3 separate regions of the Oryctolagus cuniculus genome follow, and regions 2 and 3 are each linked to region 1. The links are chromatin contacts, called in public Micro-C maps. All regions are on one chromosome and are shown on one strand. Each heading gives the region's core, a stretch centred on a gene start, on an enhancer-like site or on the middle of the called end of the contact. The rest is flanking DNA. Distances are from core to core; before and after follow the strand shown. Region 1 holds the start of CDK6 (cyclin dependent kinase 6). Region 2 overlaps CDK6 (cyclin dependent kinase 6). Region 3 overlaps CDK6 (cyclin dependent kinase 6).

Evidence for each region. A called contact is a pair of places that touch in the nucleus more often than the background predicts.
Region 2: a contact with region 1 is called in a Micro-C map of ear pinna, with 2.8 times the contacts expected there. The contact joins the enhancer-like site here to the promoter of CDK6 in region 1. A contact is called at or near these places in 3 of 6 Hi-C or Micro-C datasets (ear pinna, psoas muscle and an unstated tissue).
Region 3: a contact with region 1 is called in a Micro-C map of ear pinna, with 5 times the contacts expected there. The contact joins the enhancer-like site here to the promoter of CDK6 in region 1. A contact is called at or near these places in 2 of 6 Hi-C or Micro-C datasets (ear pinna and psoas muscle).

Annotation. Positions count from the first base shown.
Region 1 is chr16:42,947,400-42,952,366 of mOryCun1.1, reverse strand. It overlaps CDK6 (cyclin dependent kinase 6), which reads right to left and starts at 3,087. Exons shown (of 8, transcript XM_051853341.2): 1 at 2,855-3,087. The coding sequence starts at 3,087. It overlaps LOC103349473 (translation initiation factor IF-2), which reads left to right and starts at 3,540. Exons shown (of 3, transcript XR_011383218.1): 1 at 3,540-4,967. It overlaps LOC138845903 (a long non-coding RNA gene), which reads left to right. Exons shown (of 2, transcript XR_011383220.1): 2 at 449-808.
Region 2 is chr16:43,145,803-43,150,769 of mOryCun1.1, reverse strand. All of the region lies in intron 4 of CDK6 (cyclin dependent kinase 6), which reads right to left. Among named protein-coding and RNA genes, the nearest start is that of FAM133B, 43 kb to the left of the region's middle. Within about 2 kb of position 2,964, at least 2 of the 8 cell types and tissues checked have an H3K27ac peak or open chromatin away from gene starts, as enhancers often do. A contact at or near this core is called in ear pinna, where this site is marked.
Region 3 is chr16:43,087,158-43,092,124 of mOryCun1.1, reverse strand. The region is part of intron 3 of CDK6 (cyclin dependent kinase 6); the gene reads right to left. Among named protein-coding and RNA genes, the nearest start is that of FAM133B, 100 kb to the left of the region's middle. Within about 2 kb of position 1,899, at least 4 of the 8 cell types and tissues checked have an H3K27ac peak or open chromatin away from gene starts, as enhancers often do. A contact at or near this core is called in ear pinna, where this site is marked.

The sequences.
Region 1 (4,967 bases), core at 1,838-4,337:
AGGCTCTAGGATTTGGGATTAGCAACTGTTAAATAGGAGTAAATTTACACCCCGGACACTAACTGGCTAATCAAGCCTGGGCCTGGGACACATCAAGAATAGGTAAGCAAGAACTTCCAATCCTTGTCTCTGTGCATGCAGGCTGTGTCAGTGCCAGCAGCAACAAGTCAGCGCTCCTGGCAAGTCCATCAAAATTAAATCTTAAACTTTTGGAAAAAAAAAAACTAATATGTTTATTATGCTCCTTCAAGCTTAGAGGCTTAACTATCTGCGGGGAGGGCCTGTAATTACGATCAATTACTTATGACTTGGAGGCACTTATAATGGCATCTGCCCTTTTAAGAAACATTTAAAGAACCAAGCATCAGCCTGTAAAGCTGATCCTGGGGGCAGCAACAAATCACAGGCTTGGGGTCAAACTGACAACTCTCTCTCTCCCTCTCCGCAGAGAAGAACTGCCGTCACCTGTCCTTGATTTCCTGACTCTGCCTGAACAGAGTAGCCACCTCTGAAATCCGTTACTGCTCAGTGTGCTCAGTGTGGCGATCATGGGAGCCAGTGGTCGTCCCAAGGCAGCGGTGGAAGAAGAAACAGGAAGGAAATGAAACAGGAAGAGAGATCTGTAGCTCGTGAGGGTGACATCATCAATAATTTCCTCAAGTGTCACTGAGCTTCATGGCATATGACTGACAGCCTTTGTGGACAAACTACAGGCTCACTGTACTCAAGTAGCCCCTGTGGCTCCGAAGCCTGTAATCTAAGGGTATGAATATGATTTGTTCTTGGAAAAAAAAATAAAAAGGCCAGGTGCACTGATGCCTGCTGGGAACCTGTTCTGGGCAAGCGCGTCCCACTAATCTTCAGGAACACAATGTGTAGACACCTGAAGTGCTTCTAGATGCACAAAGTGTTTTCACACATGGCGTCTCACTTGACCCTCACCAACTACCAACTCCAAGGGGTGGGTGGCACCGCACCGCTCAACAGGCAAAGACAGTCTTAGAAAAAGGTGTCTTCTGATTCGTTAAGTAAATCCTCCTGACATTTGCAGTGCAGAATCTCAGTTGTGGCTCAGTGAGAGATCTCTGAAGACACACCAGCCTCAGCAGGTTTCACCCCGCGGGTGGGACGGAGGGGCCCCAGCGCGGCAGCACGGGGCGCGAGCTCTCCTCCGTCAGGAGAGCGAGTCCTGCCTCGTTAACAACAGTGGTAGTACCACCAGCGTGCCTCTGTAACACCCCCATGCTGGAAGGTCAGATGTGGCAGCTGCCTGGGATGGGACAAAACCAGAAATCTTGGTCTCAAAATTCTACTGGTGAAGTCACCCTTTGGAAGGGCTTAGGCGACACCCTAGGGAAAGTACTAAGTTAGAGGGAGCTAACTGTCCCCTCTACGCCCACTCTGATACCAACAAACACACCCTCCAGGGGTATTTTGTTTTTTTGTTTGTTTGTTTGTTTAGTTTTTTCAAAAACACGGAGAAAAGGTAACCTGTCGCTTTAATATGTAAGCCCACCTCCCAAAACACTCTCCCAGTCTCTTTATCTTCGACCTCCACCCTTGACAAGCTGATGGAGAGGTATAATGGAGTCCTATCTTTACAGTCATTTACTACCTTATTTATGTATTTATGATTCTCTGCTGCCTTCCAGCCTGAGTCTTCACTGTCTTGGGAACAAAACACTACACCAATCACCCAGCCTAGGGTAAGAAGAGGCAGGTCAGAACCTCCCACGGAGACTGCAGGCACCCGGTCTCCCTGAGCCTGTCCAGGGTTTGGTATTTCAGGTCATTCTCGGGTCGCTCCGTTTTGATGAGTAATGTTAAACTGTTTGACTTTTCACAAAAATATTTAGCCATGCTTATTTACATCACTTCATCCGCAGCGCACGCAGCAGGCACGTAAGTGTTGAGCACAATGCCTCGCGGAAGGAGGGTCTGGGACCTCCTTCTCCCAACGCGTGAGGAGTCCACAACCCGCTCTGCCTCCGTGCATGCCTTTGTGACCTGAAGCCATGCAGCTCCTCTGTTTAAAAACAAGATGACACAAACGCACACACAGTCAACTGCGCAAAGGGGCGATTCCAGGATCACCAAGAACCCACCATTCCCCTAAGTCTCACTCACACACACACACACAGTTTCATTTAATATCTTTAATACCGGTCACAGCACAGCAGAGACTTCAGGGACTGACTGCGTACCCCACTCCTGCCAGTCACCCAGGAAAAGCAAGGACAAAGAGCACTGAGAATCTAAAGCCACCACACCTTGGACACCCATCCCTTGGCAGCGGTGGTCCAGGGGCTATGCCAGCCCAGAGAGAAGTGGCACGGACAAGAAGGATGACAGCTCTGGGACGATGCTGTCTGCCACTGGGCGACTCCCCGGATCATCAGTAAGCCATTCTCATTGTGCAACTTTAATACAGAGAAACTGGGTGTGATTAGCAAACATATTCTTATCCGTTTCTGCATTTTTAAAGACCTCATTTGTGCAAGGCTCCACCCTAGAAGTTTTCTCCTCGCTTATCACACGGACAACCTGCTCCCTCTCCTTTGCAGTCGCAAGAAAGAAAGAGAGAGAGAGAGAGAGAGAGAGAGAGAGAGAGAGAAAGAGAAAGAAAGAAAGAAAGAAAGAAAGAAAGAAAGAAAGAAAGAAAGAAAGAAAGAAAGAAAGAAAGATCCCCCGAAGCCGGGAAACGCAAGCAGCAGTGGTCTCAGGTCTGTTGGTTCTGCCCCCAAGGCCTCCCCCGCAAGGCCCTCGGGGCGGTCGGGGAGAAAACACCGGCGGCACGGCGCCGGCGAAGCCCGCACCTCCCCGGGCCCCCGACGGCGCGGACCCCAGGGCTCACCTGACCACGTTGGGGTGCTCGAAGGTCTCCAGGTGCCTCAGCACCGCCACCTCGCGGATGGTGGAGAGCGGCATGCCTTCCTCGCCCGTCTGCACCCGCACGCGCTTCAGCGCTACGAACCGGCCTCCGTTCTTGAGGTCGCGGGCCTTGAACACCTTCCCGTAGGCGCCCTCCCCGATCTCCGCCACGCACTCGTACTGCTGGTCGGCGCGGCTCAGGCCGTCCTTCTCCATGCCGCCTGCACGCCGCGGCTCCCCGGAGCTCGGTCCCGCTCTCCTCGGCCCCGCCGGCTCCGGCGCGGGCTGGCGCAACCCTGGTGCCGCCGCGGCGAAACTCCGCCTGCCGAGCCGCCGGGGAGCGAGCCGAGCCCTCCTCTTCCCTCCCCGAAGCGAAGTCCTCCGCACCGACACCGAGGCGATCACATAGTCTCCACCCGAGCGCGTCTCGGTCCGGGGTCTTTGCGACTGAAACGGGGGACAGGAGAGAGGACGACAAGTCAGACCGCCCGGGAGCCTTCCTCGGGGTTCCTGCAGCCTCCCCTCCTCCACGGCGCCCCCACGCGCGCCCGGCCCTCTCCCGCGCCGCCCAAGCCTGCCTGGCTCCTCCCGAGCAAAGCGAGGTCACTTTCTCTCCCCGCAGGGCTGCAGCCGTCTGCGCGCGGCGAGGCTGCAGGGGCCCCTCGGGGATGAGCGCGCCGCGCGGGACGCAGGGCAACGGGAGGGGGCGTGCCGAGCGGCCCGGAGTGTGCCGGGAGCGCGGGGGAGGGGAGGCGCCGGGCGCGTCAATGTCACGGCTCCGCGCGGATCCCTCGCGCGCCGCGCCGCCCGGGGGCCTGGACGCGGGTGGGGGCTCCCGGGACCCCGGAGCCCGCGGCCGGGCAGGGTGCGAGAAGGGGTCGTCACGCATCTGCTCGGAAATTGCTTCCTTTCTTTTTCTACTTTCAGTTTTTCTAAGGGGGAGACCTTTAAAGACGCGGCGCACACGTACGTGGTCTCGCCGGGGGCCGAGGCGCCTCGGCCGGGAACGCAATCCTGCCTCCGACTCCGAGGGACCTCCCTGGTGGAAACCCCGGGAGAATCAGCCATCTGGTCGGGGCGGGCTGGGCTGCGCCGGGGTGGGCGAGCCGGAGGCCCTGGAAGGGGCAGCCCCACGTGGGATGCCGAGGGTGGGGGCGAGGGGCGTCCGCCTCCGGGACTCAGCGCGGGGAGGAAGACACCAGGACCGCCGACTCGCCCCGAAGTTTCCAGCCCAGGTCAACCTGAGCCGAACGCTACCTCCCCAGAGGGTGGTGGGGGCGGGGGGCGTCGACGCTGCGCCTCCCGGGCCGAGGGGGAAGGGGCTGCGCCCCCCGGAGCCTGCCCTCGCCACCCTTTCCCCAACCCGCGAGGCCGTCCGCGGCGCCGTGGCCCCCCGGCTCCCGGGAGCCCGGGTCCCGCGTGCAGCCGGGGGCCGGAGCCCTCCGCACAACAAAGCCCCGGAGGGGGTGCCCTCACTTTCCCGTCTCCTCTCAGCCGCCCTCCGCCGCCGAAGGAGCCTCCCTCCCCCGCGGCCGCCGCGGCCTCGGCCGGACCTTCGCCGCGCCGGCCGCGTGTCCGCACTTCCCGGGACACCTCGGCATTACCTGCCCCGCAACCGCGGGCCCGCTCGCCTCCGGCCGGGATTAAAGGAGCAGCGGCAGCGGCAAAGCGGCGCGACCTCCCGGCCCGGCGTGCGGGCGGAGCGGACCGCAGCGAGAGCGGAGCCTCCCACACGCACTCCTTTCACAACGCTCCCCGCGAGCCGAGGAAAGCGCCCCCAGAGCCCGCCCAGGGGTCTGAGCCAGGTCGAGGGCCACACAGGTAGCGGGGGAGCCGCCGGCGGCCGCCGGACCCGCCCCTCCCGCGTCCCCTCCCCCTCCCGCCGGAGTCCGGCCCCCGGCTCCGCGGCGAAGGAAGCGGCGGGGACGTCCCACCCCCGCAGGGAACTGCGCCCGCTGGCCCCGCACCGCCCGCCTCTCCCCCCCGGCCCCCGGGCTGGCGGCTCCGGCCGAGAGAAACGGGAGCAGCAGTGCCTTTTCCCCCCCTCTCCTCCACTTTTTTTTGTTGTTGTTGTTGCTTTCCCACGCTGGCTGAAT
Region 2 (4,967 bases), core at 1,715-4,214, 200 kb before region 1:
GAGAGATAAAGGTCTTCCTTTGCCGTTGGTTCACCCTCCAATGGCCGCTGCGGCCAGCGCGCTGCGGCTGGCACATCGCGCTGATCCGAAGGCAGGAGCCAGGTGCTTCTCCTGGTCTCCCATGGGGTGCAGGGCCCAAGCACCTGGGCCATCCTCCACTGCACTCCCGGGCCACAGCAGAGAGCTGGCCTGGAAGAGGGGCAACCGGGACAGAATCCGGCACCCCGACTGGGACTAGAACCTGGTGTGCTGGCGCCGCAGGCGGAGGATTGGCTGAGCAGCGGAGCTGGCCCACAAAATGTGCTTTTCAAAACCGCTTCTTACTTGTAGCCCCCAGACCCACGAGTCTTGTTTTTGACATTTTTTCTTTTTCTTTTTTGCTAAGGGGTGTCTTATGGGCTCTGCTGTGGGTTTAGTAGCCTGTGTTCACATACACGCTTGCAAAAACTCTAATGCCAGCCAGCTATCAGCAAAATGTCATCTTTCCAAGGCTGAAGGTTTTTATGTTGATTTGGGGGAGGAAAAAAATCATTAGACATTTTCTGAAATATTAGTGTTTGTTGGCTGAAGTGGCTTTAAAAAAAAAAGCCTTAGCTCAAAAGAGAACCAAAAGTCACTAACAGAGTATTACAAATGATCTAAAAATATCCTCAAATTGAATTCAATCATTGGTTAAAAATACTCCCAACAGTGGAAAACTCATCTTCTCATTTTTTTTCCCTTAAGAAGCAAACAACTGTGATGTGTTAGCACACACATAGGGGCTCTGGCCCTGGGATGGCGGTGATGCTGTCTACGTGTCGCTCCTGACAGGTCTATCAGCCCACAAAGTCTGCATGCCTTTTATCAGCACTAAAAGCCAGCTTAATTGTTCAAAGAGCTTATTTGCTGCAGTTATTTCACAGGGAGGGAAGCAGGGAGAGGGAGAGAGAGAGGAAGAGGAAGAGGAAGAGGGACACGGAGAGATGTCTGTAACAGCCAGTGAGGGGCTGAGCTGAAGTCAGGAGCTGGGAACTCAACCCAGGTTTCCCCATGTGGGTGGCAGGCACGGAATGACTTGAGCTCTCCCTGCTGCCCCCAGGGTTTGCATTAGCAGGCAGCTGGAGTTGAGAATCAAACCTAGGAACTTGGTAGTGGGATACAGGCACACCAACCAACCAGGATCTTAACTGCTAGCCTAAATGCCCACCACTGAATTTGTACTTTTAATGATGGGTAGGGTAGTATTTTTTTTTTTAAGATTTATTGAATTTTAAAAGTTTTTAAGGAGTTACATAGATGGGGGTGGGCAGAGACACAGAGTGATCTTCCATCTATTTTCTCCCCAAGTGGCTGCAATGGTCAGGGCTGGGCCAGGCTGAAGCCAGGAGCCTGGAACCTCATCTGGGGCTCCCATGAGGGTAGCAGAGGCCCAAGCATCTGGGCCATCTTCTGTTAGCCTTCCTAGGCACATCAGTGGGGAGCTGGATGGGAAGTGGAGCAGCCTGGGACTCCGTATGGGATGCTGGCATTGCAGGTGGTACCTTAACTCAATGTGCTACAATGCTGGCTCCCATGGGTGGGTACTTTAAAAAAAAATAACAAAACTGTTTTGCGGGTTGTAAAATGCATATGCATTGAAGAAAGTCTGGGGAGTAATAAACAGAAAAAAAGAAATCCCATGGCATTGCCTCCCGGCTTTTCTTTTTCTTTTACAAATGGTAAGACTGCACCTCTACAGATCTTTTCTTTCTGAACGAGCTAAGAAGGCACCATGCCCCAGAGCAGGATCTGAGTGCTGGCCCTGGAGCCCCCCATCCCCCACCTGAGCAAGTACAAAGAGACAAGAAAGTGGGTGGCAGTCATAACAAAGCTATGGCTGAAGTCCACTCAAGCCTTTTAAGAAAAGAATCAAGGACGTAACTAAAAAAAAAATGATCTGCACACACATTTTCACCTGCCCTCGGAGAGCCTCATCTCCGGACGGGGAGCTGTAGTAGCCTTTTCCTTGTTCCTTTATGAATGGTAAAGACAACTGGTCTCCTGCATGAATGTGCTGTTTCTATCCAGCACATTTTGGGCAGGATCCAATAAAGTGTGATAATTCAACAATTTAGTACAGGAAACAAAGCCCACAGCATTCCTCAGAAATTTCACAGACTATCTAGATAGAACAGACCCAGTGGAATGGGCTTTTTTTTTTTTTCAGTAAAATTTGAGGAATGCGATTTTTCATGGTGGGCACACGAGGTTTGTGACAGATGGGAATTCAGATATGAACACAACACAATTAAATGATACAGACGATTGTGCTTCCACGGACCTTATTTCTGCAAACAAAGGAAAGTTGGTGTTTGACAACTGTGGATGACTCATCAGAGGAAGCTCTGCCCATGGGGATGTGCTTTCTGGCATTGAGCTGCCTCACAAAGCCAGCCTTTTTTCTCCCTGCGGGTCGGTGAGGTTTCATTTTAGGAAATGGAAGTGTCAGTGTGGACAAACTGTCCTCAGTATTTATAGCATAACATGCAGTTTCCTTTAACTGCCTCTCAACAAAGAATATGTGAGTGGAAAATAAGATCGAGTTTCCTTCATTCTCCTGTGTCATCCGAACTGTGTTCTGTTTACAAACCTCATTCAGCACTTGAACACATTTATAAGCAGCTACCGAAGTAGTGTTGTTACACTGGAGTATGTTAATGGTTTGCCAACTACTTTTTATTTATTTATTTTATAATTTTTTTTTGACAAGCAGAGTGGACAGTGAGAGAGAGACAGAGAGAAAGGCCTTCCTTTTCCGTTGGTTCACCCCCAAATGGCTGCTGCGGCCGGCGCACCGCGCTGATCCGAAACTAGGAGCCAGGTGCTTCTCCTGGTCTCCCATGCGGGAGCAGGGCCCAAGCACTTGGGCCATCCTCCACTGCACTCTCAGGCCACAGCAGAGAGCTGGACTGCAGGAGGAGCGACCGGGACAGAATCTGGTGTCCCGACGGGGACTAGAACCTGGGGTGCCGGTGCCGCAGGCGGAGGATTAGCCTTTTGAGCCATGGCACTGACTGCCAACTACTTTTAAGAGCTCTTTGACTCATTAAGGATATTCCAAGACTACCATGTTTTAATTTTGTAGTGTTTTTATTTTCTGATGAGCAAAGGCCCACAATGGCTGTGACTGGCCTGAGACCAGGAGCTGAGAACTCAATTCAGGACGCTCCTGTGTGTGGTGGAAACCCAGTCACTTCAGCCATCACCACTGCCTCCCAGGGTATGCTTTAGCAGGAAGATGGGGGTCAGGAGTTGGAGCTGGGCATCGAACCCAGGTACTCCAATATGGGACCCAGACCAAATGCCCATCCAGTGACTTTGCAATGGCTTGAATATTTATCTCCATTTGGGTTGCAAATATATCCTATAGCTTCTTTATTCTTTTATGGTTTAATTTTACCTATTTAACTTTCTAAGCCATCTGTCATGTATTTTATAGTAAGGAATAATAATAATAATAATAATAATAATAATAATAATCAGATTACTGGCCGGCACCACAGCTCACTTGGCTAATCCTCCACCTGCAGCTCTGGCACCCTGGGTTCTGGTCCTGGTTGGGGTGCTGGATTCTGTCCCAGTTGCTCCTCCTCCAGTCCAGCTCTCTGCTGTGGCCCGGGAAGGCAGTGGAGGATGGCCCAGGTCCTTGGGCCCTGCACCCACATGGGAGACCAGCAGGATGCACCTAGCTCCTGGCTTCGGATCGGTGCAGCGTGCCAGCCGTAGCAGCCACTTGGGGGGTGAACCAAAGGAAAAAGGAAGACCTTTCTCTCTCTCTCTCTGTCTAACTCTGCCTGTCCAAAAAAAAATAAAAAAAAAAATCAGATTACCATTCTGCCCATCAAGGTGACCCGTTACCCTACCTCATTTGTTGAACAAGTCCTTCTATCTACCCAGTTTTGTGATTTATGGTACATTACATCACTTCCCAAATCCAGGTCTCTCTTCTGGTTCTCCATTCTGCTCCATTAATGTCTGTCACTTCTGCTTGGCACCACGTTAGTTTGCATGACTAAAGTTACAGACTACATTTCTGTGCTTGGTAGAAGTTTCCCTTCTCAGCTCTCTTTTTTTTAAACATAAAAAAATTCTTGGTTATTTTCATCATTTTAACTCTTACCACAACCCATTAATTCATTTTAGAAAATCCCAATGGGTTTCTGGGTAGGAGTTGCCTAAACCCATGGAATTAATCTGGAAAAGATTTTATATCCTTCCAGTATTCACATGCCTCACTGAGGAAGTGGAATTTTAAATTTTAAATTTTCATCCTGGAGCTGCTACCACCTTGGGGGAAGCTGTCAGTGTGCGTCTGAGGTTGTCCTCCCGCCTGTTCTCCTGAAGCACAGTATTTTGCTCTGAAAAGTAGAAGCAGAAGGAAAAGAGGGGCACCTGGGGGATGGAGTGGCATCTGTTTCGGTTCACAGGGATGAGACTCTGGCCCTCCCAGGAGGCTCTAGAGGTTAAACAACATGCAACTGAAAGCACGGAGGGTTACTCAGAAAGAGAAATAATGGACGGATAAGTGCTCAGGGCGATGACTCATTGCATTGGATCATCCTTGGGAAACCACCTACTAAGCAGAATTTAGCAGCCAAGGCGTTATTTTCGGTGCATGATTTATTGCTACTTCCTCATGGGGGCAAAATGATTAATCCTGGCTCCCTAGAACACATCAACATGGCCATGAACGTGGCCATCCAAGCTCACTAGCCCTTCAGGTAGAAGTGTTATTTCTAGAACAGGGGAGGGCTGTGTCCCCTGTAGAGACTTCTTTAGAACTGGACAGAGGCAGTTAGCCATGTGTAGTGGAAAGGTGGATAAACCAGGCAGAAGACCCAGCTCTCAACACCGGCTCTGTAACTGATTAGCAAGTCACTAGTGCAGGCATCTGTTCAAAACCAGGTATCATGGCTTCTGCCTCACTCTGCGTCTCAGACAAAAAT
Region 3 (4,967 bases), core at 650-3,149, 140 kb before region 1:
TAATGATATAGCAACTCTCTGGCTTCTTTATTTTTCCAGTTTACTATTATTCTCTTTTCTAATGCATTCATTTTTAAACCTTTCCTGCCTCCCAATTTATTTTCTAATTAATTTATCATTACGTAGTTTAACAATGTTCTTGTTCTTCATGCATATATGTCACATTGGTCTCTAAAAAACAATAAATACAATGGAAGTTTGTTGAAAGAATTCCTTTTATGTTCCTTAGACTGAAGACTTTTATATTTGTATTCAATCTTTCTCATCTAGTCATAAAAGCTTGCAGTGCTATGAATTAGCCTCTGTGAATAGCTTTGGTCCTATGTAGAGCTCACTGTTGTAATTAGTGTGAAGTCATCCTTAACGTGTTAAATAGGCAAGAGCAAAAGGGGATTCTACAGGAATTGTGAGAAACTTATAGTGAAACTGATATGTGGCAAGTCAATAAGCTGAATGATAGAAGTTATCAGTTACCAGGTGCCTTGGGGACAAGTGAAAACCAAGACCTCACCGGACCTCCTGCTTGGTGTACAATGCATCTGCTGCTAGTCATGACTTATGCTGTCTTCTACCTGCTGAGGTACTCACATGTGTCAGTGTCACTTGTTTATTAACCTCATGTTTGGTCATCTGTTAACGTCACACAGTACAAGACTATAGATGGATTACGGGAAAGTGACCTGGACTTGAGATCTGCACACCAGGGCTTTCAGGCCAGATACATTCTGTATACTTATTTATTATCTTGTAAGAACAAGTAGTATTATATTGTTAGGCCTCAGTTTCCTCAACTATATAATCAAGAAGTCACATTAGATTATTTCTGAAGTCCTCCCAACCCTGGAATTCTTTAATGAAGAATGAATAAATTCTACATGCTCCGTGACACCATCTGGGAACATGACATGGAAGAAATGGAAACTCGACAAAGGGGAAGTTGAACACTGGGTACAATAGTAAGCAGCCGATAATTTTACATGGCTTCCCCTGAAACATGGCCACTTTCAAAAGAGCAAAAAGGAATGGGATAGGGTACATTTCTTTCTGCTCTTATCCATAGTAATATGTGGATCAAAATGAATGTTCGGCTCTCATCTCCAGAAAAAATATCGCTTCAAATGACGGAAATGACATGAAATTACTTATAGACAAGAGAATATTAACCCCTTTCAAAAGAGTGAAAGGTTCAGGAGGAAGAACTATAAGCTATATAATAGATCTCTGGAAATTCCATTCTGCTCTCATGCAACCCAATCGATAAAGGGTCCTGTGACTGTGTCAGTACAGATGTTTGAAAAATCAGGTGTGAATGATAGCGTCAGTCATCAGGCTTGTAACGTTACCAAACAACCATGGCAACTTCACTTAAATTACAACACCAAAAAAAAGTCCCACAGCTGCTTTGCTGGTGATTAAGGAACTCGGAGTTTTGAAAAAGAAAAACAAGAAGCAATGCTCAAGGTAATAAGTGCTTTCATGTTAGGAGTTCTCCTATCTGAGGGCACTGGATCCAGGGAAAGGACAGAGAGATAAGGGCAATACTGCTGGTTACTAACAAATGGCAGATAAAAGAGCTCCTCTGGGTGCTGATTAAGTGACAGCATTCTACACATTCTTTCTGCTCCAGACAGACCAGAGCAGCGGCTCAGTTCCATGGGAAGCACCGCTAAATAAGCGTATCTGCTGCTTTCACATTCCTGCAGGACGGGCTGCCCCCCCCCCCCCCCCGCACCGAACAGAGACGTGTTCTCTGGGCGCAGAGCAGGAACACGCCTGACTCCAGCTTCCATCGAGAAGCATAAACGTATATGCTGGAAGCACAGAGAAGTTCTGTGCTGTGGGACAGGGTGGCCGGGAGCCAATGTTTACAATCCCCTGGGTGGGGAAGGCAGGCTGAAAGGCTCAGGACGGCAGCTTTAAAAGTCTTTGCTGTTGCCGCCAGTGACCTTCGCCTCTGTTTTCAAAGCAGCTCTCAGGTTAACCCCTTGAATTCTGAGTGCACTAGAGCTGCACAAAGGAAATACCTTTCTTTGAAGGACACCTCTCTCAGGCACATCGGTTTCTGATTTCGGCTGGGGCAGCTCAGAAACACTGGATTAAGAGAAAAGTATGCATTCAATCTGCTGTCAGACCCACGGGCACTGTCGGGGGCACTGGGTCTGGATCCTGATGTGTGCTGTGTCCTCCCAAGTGAAAGTTTCCAGCTTCAGGCAATGGACTCAAGCTCACAAACCAGGGGATTGTGAAACATGAGCATATTTGGTCTCCAGGGGAGAAGGAAGCATCCAATGTATGCAGAAATGCTCTTTTGCCAGCGAGCCAATGAGCGGCTGGGCTGTGGGAAGCAGGGCTTCCTATTGGGATCTCCTGACTAGAAGAATGGTGCTTAAAATTAAAGACAGGCTAAATTGCTAACAGCCCAACTTAAAAAGCAGCCGGGGAGAAAAACGCCAGTTGCAGAAATGAAAACCTAGTTTTCCAGTTCTGCAGTCAAAGCTAACCACATGTGGCCGATTATTGTTGTTGTTATTGTTTTGGGGAGAGGGATTAATAATCTTTTAACCCTAACACAGAGAACTTCTCATAAAAATGTATGCTTTATCAAGTCCTTACTACATGATTCAGTGATATTATTAAAGGCCTCCGAATGTTTTCAGAACCTCAGATTTACTTTAAGAAAAATTGATCTGATGCCAGGGACTCGTGTCTATTTAAGCAAGCGCTTTGGTCTAGGACCGGTTTCATGGATTTACAGACGTCTGGGACGGACATGTCAATCATCATTAACACTGACTGGACAGCATATTGAAGTGCGGGGCGATGAGTCGTGCAATTCTAATTTCAGAGTCTGTGAACTCCTAACATGGTTCCTGCCTTCAAGAGGGTTAAGATTCCTAGCAGAAAAAAGTGAAACACAGCATACATCAGAAAATGCACAAAAGTCATTAAAATGAAGTCTTGTGAAAATCACTCAATCAAACAGGAGACAATAATGAGGGATTTTCTCTTCGCATCTGGAGATGAAGCTCTGGCCTCCGTGTTACCAGGCAGCGTCTATAACGTCATCAAGTATGCGAATCCTGTAGTCGGAAGCCCATCTCAGGAAGAACAATGCTATCTGAGTACCCTTTTCCAGTGCTTCTCTACTAATAATTGGATCTTAATAAGTGCATCTGCAAAGAGTTATTAAAATTGCAGTTTCTCAGAGCATGCTTTGCGGCAATCCAAACTACCGCCCCGGTTTTCATTACAGACCAAACAACCTGTTCCTTGCTATCTACAGTGGAAGTCAGTGGTGATTAAGTAAATATATTCAACTCTAAAGCAGACACTGACTTGAAAGAATGTTTTGAGAAGCTCAAAGAAGCCCCAGAGCCTGACAACAGAGAAGACGTAATAATAGTTAAGAGGCGAGCTTTAGCCTGGGTTTTCAGTAGGCCTGGCCCTTCCTAAGGTCTTGACGTACTTCACGCCATTTAAAAGCTGTCAAAATTTGGGAGATGGGCTCCGCACTTTTTAACTCATTTTCTAGGTAAGAAACAAACCAGTGCTCACAACATGTTAACAACTACAGCAAAGTCCCAGAACTGCTGGAGCTGGAATTCAAACCCAGGTGTAACCCCTGAGTCTGCACATGTAACCACTGAGTGTGGCGGCCACGGACACAGACAGCACCCATGGCTGCCACACAGCTCAGAACACTCACGGCTCTCCCCAACTGGGATACTACTGTTACTAGGAACTCCCAAGGATTACCCAGCTTCTATTCAAGCAGCTATGTTCAGTTGGAGGTTTTTCGTTGTATTACTGAACGAAAACAGGAACAAACAACTTCCAGTGCAAGGCATGAAGCTGTAATACTTTCTTTGTGCCATCAACTGACTAATATTTAGGCTCATTTATTATGTTCACCTTTTAAATGGAATCTAAAAATAGCAGACGGGCTTCTCTCTATCTCAAATGCTCATGTTTTACAAACCAGTTGGAGAGAATTTATGTCCGGGCTAAAGCATCTGTATTCTCATCACTCCTAGCCCAAGCTTTTAAGACATTGTTTCTTGTTTGTCTCCATAAATGAATCTTGCCTTTAAAAAGCAAAAGAAAAAAAAATCAAACTGTTGTGAAATCAAAGACAATAATTGTTGCCATCTTTTACAGTAATGACATGCCCCTAAAAAAAAAGTTTTCAGCTTAAGACTTGGTTTTTGAAGCCGCTTCGAAGTAACTAATAACAGCTACTCATGAACTTGAATGATTCCAATAGAATTATTAGGCACAACCAATTACAACTGAGCTTCTCCACACACAGCATAAAGTTAAAACTGTACAAATGAAGCCAAAATATGCACAGCTAAAAGGAATGCTACAGGGGGGCCTCTCTGCGAACAAAGCAAGCTCAGTTTGGCTCTTTTTCCCTCGCGCTACCACATCCGCACATCGTTAGTTGGAAAATTCCTGATATATGCTGTAATTTTTTTGTGCTTTTTTTTCCCCCCAGTACACTTGGGGCTTTAATGTCCAGATGCCATTTTCCCCCTTATCTGTCCCTGTCTGGGGCTCTGCCAGCTATGGTCAACAATTAATACAGCCGAAGGAAAAAATACAGTGCACTCCCTGGCAACTGGTCCAGCCTCGCAGGAAATACCAAATAAAAACTCGATTATGTATTGTTTAACCATTTTGTTTGCCTGTAGGCCACCCCGACGTCGGTGTAATTCAGACGAGCATGCTTCATCGGGATGGTCTGAGGGCCGCACCATTGTTCCGGGAGTCTGTCACGCACAATCACGGCTTCAGCCTGTGGTTCTCTAAATGAAAGGAGATCCGTGGCAGCTTTCCAACCTGCATTCCTTTTAATTAGTCAACTTGTGGCCCAATGTTATAATAGATAAGTAACCTCTTAATATTCATGTAATTAATTTTTTTCCCCCTCATTCAGTTATAAGCCTTTGCATGGGGGAGGGCGG